Regions from separate parts of the Macaca mulatta genome. Here region 1 is linked to region 2. The links are chromatin contacts, called in public Hi-C maps. All regions are on one chromosome and are shown on one strand. Each heading gives the region's core, a stretch centred on a gene start, on an enhancer-like site or on the middle of the called end of the contact. The rest is flanking DNA. Distances are from core to core; before and after follow the strand shown. Region 1 holds the start of ALG2 (ALG2 alpha-1,3/1,6-mannosyltransferase). Region 2 holds the start of NR4A3 (nuclear receptor subfamily 4 group A member 3).

The links. Hi-C and Micro-C count contacts between places; a contact is called where the count stands out from the background.
Region 1: a Hi-C map of fetal cortical plate shows a contact between it and region 2, with 2.2 times the contacts expected there. The contact joins the promoter of ALG2 here to the promoter of NR4A3 in region 2. A contact is called at or near these places in 2 of 14 Hi-C or Micro-C datasets (fetal cortex germinal zone and fetal cortical plate).

Annotation. Positions count from the first base shown.
Region 1 is chr15:59,184,429-59,189,264 of T2T-MMU8v2.0, forward strand. It overlaps ALG2 (ALG2 alpha-1,3/1,6-mannosyltransferase), which reads left to right and starts at 2,716. Exons shown (of 2, transcript NM_001260984.1): 1 at 2,716-3,087. The coding sequence starts at 2,740. It overlaps SEC61B (SEC61 translocon subunit beta), which reads right to left and starts at 2,358. Exons shown (of 4, transcript NM_001266938.1): 1 at 2,271-2,358; 2 at 2,001-2,098. The coding sequence starts at 2,273.
Region 2 is chr15:58,583,987-58,588,692 of T2T-MMU8v2.0, forward strand. NR4A3 (nuclear receptor subfamily 4 group A member 3) reads right to left here and starts at 1,256. Exons shown (of 9, transcript XM_077965653.1): 1 at 701-1,256. LOC144334614 (a long non-coding RNA gene) reads left to right here and starts at 2,880. Exons shown (of 2, transcript XR_013404661.1): 1 at 2,880-2,997.

The sequences.
Region 1 (4,836 bases), core at 1,466-3,965, 600 kb after region 2:
TCCTAAAAGATGACACACCAACACCCACAACTTGAAAAACTGCATCTGTCTTCAAATGTTTAAGTTCTCCATTTCACTTGTGCATCAGTTATTTCATTTTTACTATTAAATAAATAATTCCATTATCGTATGTACATTTGATAAATATGTGCTTTTTCTTTTATTTCCTTACAAATTCTCGGATGGCCAAACTTCCCTGCCACAGTATTACCAATTCTCATTAAGCAGAACCATTCCCAAGGAACCGCACCCACAGGGCATGTTTTCCATTCCTGCACAATCTCTGAAACGCAGGGTGGGAAGGGGACAGCACTCAAAGCCCATATAAGTTAAACCACAGCCTGATACACTCCTCTTGAACATCCCAGTGACAGGGAACTCACAATCATTCAGGATAATTTTACATTTCTGATAGTTCTATTAGAATTTCTTTGTTCTGATGTGAAATACTTCATGTAAGTTCAAATCATCAGTTTTAGATTTACCTATTGCAGTCAACAAATGTCACATCCCTCTTCACATCCTTAAGAAGTTTCCATGCATGCGGTCAAGATCTTTTCCTTCCTAGATAAAACCCCACTAACTCCTTCAAAAATCCCAAAACAACATGGTTGCTTGATTCCTTCCTGCAGTCATTATTTATTGTGTCATGCCTTATGGTGGGTGCTGGGGACAGAAATGACTTGAACAGGTTCTCTGTTAAAAGTCTAATGAAGGAGATAGACATGGAAACATCACTGGTCTTACAATGATATGAACAAAATGTTATGTGAGCAAAAGGGAAAACTAGTAGCTACTGCTGCTTACAGTCAGAGAAGGCCTCAAGAGGAAATAACCCCTGAGCTTAGTCTTGGAAAATAAAGAGAAATTTGCCTTGAGGTGAGGGAGAAAGTTTGTGAATTCAGAAAACAGTAATGAGTTCATGAGTGCTGGATCATAGGACAGCAAAGAAAGATTAGGCTGAAGGCCGGGCGCGGTGGCTCACGCCTGTAATTCCAGCACTTTGGGAGACCGAGGTGGGAGGATTATGAGGTCAGGAGATCGAGACCATCCTGGCTAACACGGTGAAACCCTATCTCTACTAAAAATACAAAAAATTAGCCGGGCGTGGTGGCATGTGCCTTTAGCCCCAGCTACTCAGGAGGCTGAGGCAGGAGAATCGCTTGAACTCTGGAGGTGGAGGTTGCAGTGAGCCGAGATCATGCCTCTGATCTCCAGCCTGGGCAACAGAGTGAGACTCCGTCTCAAAAAAAAAAAAAAAAAAAAAAAGGTTAGGGTGAAATGACCACTAAGAGCTTTGGTATCCCCCGGCTTTTTTTTTTTTTTTTTTTAGTTCAGCAACAAGAAAGTAACAAACTACGCAGAAGAGTAACAGCAGGGTGAATGATGGATTGGAAAGGAAACAGGCTGAGGAGAAAGGTTAAGTAGCAAATGCAGGGCAGTAGGAAGGGAAAAGGAAAGAGCTTATGAGAAGGCTTTCAAGTACAGTTTAAAGTCTGGCATATGACTGGATAGAGAGAGAGCATAAGAAAAATCCAAGATGACGCTGACGTTTCTGGCTCCGAGTAAATGAGTGTACAACAGTGCCATATGGAAGTAAGGAGATATAATTGAGAGTGAGAGAGCTGAGCTGAAAAGAGACTAAGTTTTGTGTAGGACGAGTTATCTGTAGGACAGATTGCTTATGGGGCCTCCAGATGGAAATATGACTGCAAACCTCAGGTCCAGAGACACCAGTTTAATGACATCGGTTTTCTCAAAGTTATCTCTGACTCTATTCCAGTTTGTTAACTTTCCTTTTTTAAGAGTGGTGCCCTAAACTGAGCAACGAGAAGAAAATGTCGCCTTCCTCCCAAAAGGCCTTTACTCCCATGGCCACGTCACTAGAAGCTCATTTTGCCCCTGTCAATCTTCATATATTAGGGTCTCCACCCCAGAACCAGCGAGTTCCTGGGTCCTATCTCCGACTCTGCAATCGAACGAACTGCAGGGTTCCTTACCTCTGCCGGACAGTGGATCCCGCCGCCCGGGCGGCCACGGCTTTGCTGGGAGAGCGCCCTGAGGATCCCACGTTAGTACCACTGGGGGTCGGACCAGGCTGTAGCGGGAGACAAGTAGACAGACGGGTGAGCGCGGCCCCCAAAACCCCGGCCTAGACACCCGCACCCGAGGCTGGGGGAAGCAAGGGAGCTGCAGAGGAAAGGCACGGCGCAAAGCAGGAGGAGTCAGGGCTCCTGGAAGAGGCGGAGATCGTGGAAGGGCCGCCATACCATGCTGGAGATACCGGTGGCAAGCGGCTGACGCGGACGGAAGGAAAGTTGCGGAGACGCCGAAGGACCGGCAGCTGGCGAGACTGGCTCAGGCCCCGCCCCCGGACTTGCAGGCAAGGTCCTCGCTGACTCCAGGGACGTCTGGGTCGTCTCAAGATATGCCTGTAGATAGTCTGCTACAGATAACTTAGTTACCTGCTGTGTGGGAAGTAGATACCTCCAGCCTCCTTCCTTTGGATCACAACGTCCTTCATAGAGTCCAATCCCTACCGAAGGAAAAATATAACCAGGGTCAGACAAGCTATTTTCTCAGGCAGTTACTAGGCTCTCACAGATTTGCGCTGATGTGGCCTAACTGACGCACGTACGGCAGGGCGGGGTCGGCCCGCAGTGGCCAGCCGGGAGCTAAGGGGTGGAGCTTGCGCAGAAGACGCCTCAGGGTGCGGGGAGCAGTTGCGGCTCTAGGGCAATGGCGGAGGAGCAGGCCCGGCAACGGGACCTGGTTCCCAAGCCGTCGGTGCTGTTCCTGCACCCAGACCTCGGCGTAGGAGGCGCTGAGCGTCTGGTGTTGGACGCGGCGTTGGCGCTGCAGGCGCGCGGGTGTAACGTGAAGATCTGGACAGCGCACTACGACCCGGGCCACTGCTTCGCCGAGAGCCGCGAACTACCGGTGCACTGTGCCGGAGACTGGCTGCCGCGCGGCCTGGGCTGGGGCGGCCACGGCGCCGCCGTCTGCGCCTACGTGCGCATGGTCTTCCTGGCGCTCTACGTGCTGTTCCTCGCCGACGAGGAGTTCGACGTGGTAGTGTGCGACCAGGTGAGGCGGCCGCGGGGCCGGCTGCGCGAGTGCGGACCTCGCCGTGGAGGGCGGCCGCGGGCATGACCCCTGAGAGAGGACCTTGCCTGTCTGCAGTTTGGAAAGATCGGAACTGACCTGGAGAAGTCAGGGCTGGGAGCGAGCCTGTGGTCCCCTAACTTTAGTGTTAGAGATTTTTAAAGTTGCAGATTGCTAGGGTTTCACCCTCCAGGAAGTTTTCATCCAGGAGCCATGAGGTGGGGCCCAGAAATCTGCATTTTAACTCGGTCATAGGGTGATTTGGATGCAGCTAGTCCTTGGGGCTCGCTGTGAGAAACGCTGTTATTCGAAGTCAGCTTCAGTCACCTTTTACTAATGAGTAACTCGCGTGTTGTCTTACCTCTTATCTGTTATTTTTGTTGACTCTCCTTTCAGGCCATTTGCATCCCGCTGTCCTTGTGTTCGGAGCCAGGCCACACCGTCCTCAGCAGTGTCATGTGTTAAAAACACCAAGCTGAATATATCATACTCCTATTAAAACTTGTACATGGCTCCGCATTGGTTTTTGGAAAAAAGTTCAAGCTTTTTACCTTGGTCAATAATGTCCACCTGGATCTGCCCTGTAGCTATTCTCGACTCTTTCCTTTATGCATTTTTCCCATCCTAAAAAAGATGACTTTAAAAAGTAACATTTACTCGACTAAACATTTACTCGACTAAAAAAATAGAAGGATGTAACCTAAAAGCCCCATCCTATTCTACTCCCTGAAGATAGCCACCGTTAAGTTTCTCTTGTATTTTTTCAGAAGTTGTGGTGACACCAGCCTGTCTCTTTTCGTAGGCATATCTTCTTATTGGTACATAATTGGTATTATGACATACCTACTCTTAGGCATCTTCCTTCTTTTTCAACAAAAATTTATTTATTTATCTATTTAGAGACAGAGTTGCTCTGTCTTCCAGGCTGGAGTGCAATGGCGCGATCTCGGCTCACTGCAACCTCCTCCTCCGGAGTAGCTGGGATTACAGCCGCGCGCCCTATGCCCGGCTAATTTTTTTCTATTTTTAGTAGAGATGGGGTTTCACCATGTTGGCCAGGCTGGTCTCGAACTCCTTACCTCGTGATCCGCCCACTTCGGCCTCTCAAAGTGCTGGGATTACAAGCATGAGCCACCGTGCCCAGCCGGGACATTCTTATGTATCAATATTAGAGATTCACTTCATTCTTCATAGTGGCCAGAAAATCCACTTTTGTTTAAGTGTGTCATAATTAAACATTCTTCTTAAAGGACACTAATGCTGTGACTAGTTTTTTTGTGAATACATCAGTGTTATTATGAACATCCTTTTCTTTTTTTTTATTTTTTTGTACTTCTGCAAATACATCCTTTGAGGAAATTCCTAAAGTTAGTGTGTCTAAAAGTTGTTAATTTTAAATATTAACAGCTACTGCCAAGTTTATCTACCAAAGAGGCCGTGTCACTTTACTGCCCAACAATATATGATCCATGCTTTTGTCTGCCTTGGATATTAAAATTAACCATTTTAATCTTTGCCAAACTGATAGGTGCAAATGGCATCACGTTTGTATTTGTGTTTCTTTAATTGTGACTCCTGAGTTACTTTTCATCATCCTTGTTTGCATGGAAGCTTTCTTTTTAAGTAATATGGACATTTACCAAACATCCTGCATGTGTCAGTAGGCATGAGGCAGCTGAGACTATAGTGGGTAGAGGAAAAATACTGACTTGGAAATAGGCATCCTGGATT
Region 2 (4,706 bases), core at 6-2,505:
AGCGCGCGGGAGTCGCCAATTACACCCGATTTACCTCCTAAGGGAAAAGTGTAAACCGGCATGTCAGCGACGCCAGGCAGACGTGCCTAGTGGAACCCCAGGCTCATTTCAATACAATAAGCCACATTCCTACAATTACGCCCTCTTTCCTGAGGTCCTCCGAGTGCCTCTGCAAACTCTGACCACGGCTGCCTAGGCCTTTCCCTCCCAAGCTTCCTTCCAGAGAACCAGCTCGGTGCCACCATTAGGAACATTTTCTTGGACCCACCAGAGCTCCTATTTTCAATCCTACTTAAAAGGCAGGAAAATTACTGCCGTTCATCACCGGAGCTGCAACTCCCTGCCGCTGCCGCCGCCGCCGCCGAGAGCATCATTACCATGACAACTAGAGCCGAAATACCCTGAATTACATCGCTGGAGCCGCTATAGCACAAATCCCGGTCCTCCTCTTTGTTAGAGGCTTTTCGCCTCTTCGAGTGGGGGAGGAATCCCACGAGCTCCAGAGATCCCCGCGGGCCCACTACAGGGGAAAAGTTTCAGATCAGAACCTATGGGCCGCTGGGCTAGCAAAGCCGGAGCCGGGCGGCAAGGTCGGGGAGGAAACCCCACACTCAAAGTTGTCAATTTCAGGAGCGACGCTTCCCAGCAAGCCAACTTTTTTAGCAAGTCCCCTTATTAACTGGGCGAATCTCATACGTACTTGAGTGCTGTGGCGGTTCCGTCTTTAGAGCGAGTTTCTAGAGAGCTGTCCCGAAATCTGCACTGGTGGGGAGTCACAGCTGCTGTCCCGGAAGGGCTGCGGTGTACAAGCCCAGCGGCTCCCGGAGGCGGTGAGCGGCTGGTAGGGGATGCTGCGATCCCGACTCATGGGAGAGCACAGCCGAGAGGTTCCGCGGGCGTCCTGGCTCGGGCTGTGACCAGGGGGGAGGATGCCGCCGCTGTTCCCACCTCCACGGCCACTGCCGGCACCGTCAGCGTTGCAAAGTGAGCCCGGGAGGGGCGTCCGGCTGCGGCGCCGCGCTGCACCAGCAAGGGCTCAGGTCAAGAGGGGTGTGAGCGCGCGGGAGAGCGAAGTGTGTGTGCGGAGCGTGTGTGCGCGCTTGTGTCTGTGTGTGCGAGTGAGGGAGCGGGTGTGAGCGCGTCTGTGTATGGGGAGCGGAGGAGGAGCAGGAGCTGGAGGGGTGGGGGGCGGGAGGCAGGAGACTCCGCTCTCCCGGCTGCGCGTTCGCTCGCTCTCTCGGCACGTCATTTATGCCACAGGAGCCCTAGCGGCCTCTCCATAGAGTGCCTGGAATGCGAGACGTCAATGTGACGCCATGGGACGCTACGTCACCCTCCTCCTCCCTCCCCTGGCCCAGCCGGTTCCGCGTGTGCGAGGGAGGGTGTGTGTGTTCGTGTGCGCGCGCGCGCGCGTTTCTCGGCCAGTCGCACGGCCGCACAATGGAAACTCCGCCGCACAGCCGACCAGGGGCTTCTCGGACCCGCGGTGCCAGCCCTTTTGCAGCGGAACCGCTCGCCAGGGCGTGCGTCTGCGGGAGGGTGCAGCGGCCTGCCCATGGGTCAGGCGGGACCGCCCAGCTGTCAGGCTCGGGTGGAGTAGAGTTGGAGGAGTGCTGCTGGCGCGCCTCCGAGGCTGCCCCGAGGCACGGAGCCAGGGCGAGGGGGGTAAGGGAGAGGACAGCTCTTCCGAAAGGGAAGGCTCCGCCAGCCAGCTTCTGACCAGCTTCAGTGACCTGGCAGCCGGTGCAGAAGGCGTCTGGCACCAGCCCGAAGACGCCCTGAGGTGCAGCTGCACTTTCCTCATGCAAAGGCTCTAAAGCTGTTTACGTCTCTCCGGTCCTCTGCGCCCAGGCTAATCCTCCCTCCCCGCATCATTTACTGGGTGCGTGTTTCACACAGGGATACAGATAGTTCCGGGGATAAGGTTTGATTTCTTTACACGTACGGCGTGGGTTTCTTAACTGGACACGTTATAACCCAGCGAAGTGCACATCCATCATCCACACGCGCGCTGCAGCAGAAACTACTCAATGTGTATAAAACAAACACACACGTGTTGAACAGCTGAGCGGGTCTGACTACTGCAAATCATTCCTCCTCCCCAGCACCGGGTCAGAAATGGAACTCTCAACTAGCACTTTCACTTTTTGATGGTTGTAGATGCCCTCCGCCCACATCTCCCAAATTAAACATTTCGAAATCAATCAACAGGATTTATTAGTCAGTCCCTCGCTAGGGGATTTGCTTTGGTCTCCTGGGACACATTTGTCATGAAATGGTGTGCCGATAGCCTGGGTGACTGTATGAGGGAAAGCAATTTCTTCCTGGAAATGATAGATTTAAGTGTAAATTTCCTGATGAAAACAAAATTTATCAGAGTTAAAGATCCCTAGTCCCAAAGGTTGCTGCTGAGTGAACGCAACCTCTTTCAGAAATGAATTTTTGGAGAGGAGAAAATATTTCAGTGAAACAATGCAGATAGAGTGGTCCCCATGTGGTCCTCTTGAATCACAAATACCATTTTATATATTTGACCTGTCCCAATTTGTGTGTGTGTGGCGGGGGCGGTGGCGGGGGGGGTGGTGCGCCGAGGGGAGATAAAGGATTCCTTCGTAGACAGCGCACGTTTCAGAATCGAAGGTTCGAGCTAGGACAAGAAACTTGAAGACAAACTACATATAGGTAAATATGGCATGTATATCTTTCTCCGCCTCCACTTCCAATTCATACAGGGTGGTGCGGAGTGGATCGTGGGAGGATGCCCCGAAAGTTGACCCAGCCGAGAGCAACCGAGTTTCTGCACTGCCGCGGGTTCCAATCCAGCCTCGGAAGGAAGGAGGGCGCTGCTACATTGTATCCATTCAAAGGCTGGAGGGGGGAGCAGGACCTGGAGCCGCGCTGCGCTGACGCACGCGAGGCGCGTGATTGACGCAGGCGATGTTACTAAATTCGGCGGTTGGCCGGGACCCGCCGCCGGCGCGCGCCGCAGATAGCGGAGTAGGTTCCCCTCGGTCACCCCCGCCCCTTCTCCATTCAACGCCTCGCGGGGCGGGGCAGGGCGCGCGGGGCGGGGCGGGGCGGGGTGCGCGCGGCCGCGCCGGGATCCGGCCGAACCAAATATAGTCGGGCCTGGCTATTTTTAGCAGGGTCTCGGGCGCGAGCCCGCCGCGTGAGGGGGCGCCCTGACCCCGCCGGGAGTGTGGAGGGGGCGGGGGCGGAGTCGCCATGTTGGACTCGGTTCGACCCTGTGTGGTGACCGGCGACGCGGGGCTGGGCTCGGCGCCAGGGGTCGGGGTGAGTGGGTGCGAGCCGTGAGAGAGAGGACGCCGACGGCTCTCTGCGTCCAGCGCAGGCTGTGAGGAGTGAGCAGGGCCAGGCGCGGGCATGTGTGTGCGCGCGGAGGTGGGTAGACGGTGATCCCCGCCCGCCCTGCGGAAGGCCCGGCGGTCTTGCCACCCGGCAGCCCGGCCAGCCCCGAGTCGAGTGGGGGCGGAGCTGCCCGCGGCCACCACTTCCTGAGTGCCGGGGATACCCTTCCCGGACGTCACGGAGGAGCCGAGGCGGCGGTGGCGGCCCGGGGCTCATCCTGCACTTGCATCACGGGTGCAGCAGCTGCTCTGCTCCTTTGTGGCTTTTTCCCCTGTTGAGTAACTGCTTTGTTAACTGAAAATACCATGACGGGCCAGTGTGATCACCAGCTCCAGATCTCAAAGAAAGTGAAGCTGTCAGGCAAGAAGAGGGAGACTCCCCCAGCCGGCTGCGATGGTATCTGGTGGGTGGATGTGTAGAGAAGCACTTGACAGTTTCCACGTATTACTTCTTGCCTAACTCTTCACCCCCAAGAAGATTTAAAAATACTTTTATTTCCATGCTGTAAAAATTTCATTTGTGTTCTGCACCTCCCTCACCCCCCTAATCCCCTTTCAATTAAAACTCTCATGCAGAACTGGAATCACTGTAAGCAGGAACCCTAAAATTAGGTACAGTTTTTAGGAAACATGACATCTTTCAATGAATTTATTGAATAAACTACATTTTCTAAATGTTAATATAGATATATAGATGAAAGGTCCTTGTCCACTCAGGGTTGTTATAAAGCTACTAAATTGTTCATAGGAGTTGGGCTCCAGTGACCGTTTCAAGCCAGTATCCTTGTTTACTTAAATTAAAAAAAAAAAAAAAATCTCGTCTCTCTGGCTGAGAACCTCCAAGTAAAGTTTTCTCTCTTTGAGTGGGTGTGTCTTCTGGACCTCTGTCTTGGTTACTTATGTGGATCCTCCTCCCTTCTTCCCTCCACCTTCCTTTACATCCTTACTCCTTTACAGCCTTTTCTTCCTATCAAGTGGCCAATATCTGTTCTTGGACTGCTCTGTGAGACTGAGGGCTGTTGTCTGACCTCCCTGAGCCAATCCACTGTTCCTGGCTCAGTGCTTCTCTGGGTAGGATGCGGGACTGACTGCTGGAGAGGTCACTGAGTGGCAGCCTTTTAAAACTCAAATAGAAATTCATGGAAGCAGAGACACAGCTCTCTCACAGACGGAGACACCGTCCTCTGCTTAATCCTATGTCCCTAAACGTATGCTGTTCCTTAGATGACCCAAACAGAATTAGTTTTTCTCGAGTCTTTTTTTTTTTTTTTTTTAGAATTAGTGTCTACTGCTCTATATCTTTTCAAAAGTCGGATTTATTAGAAACCAGGCATAATA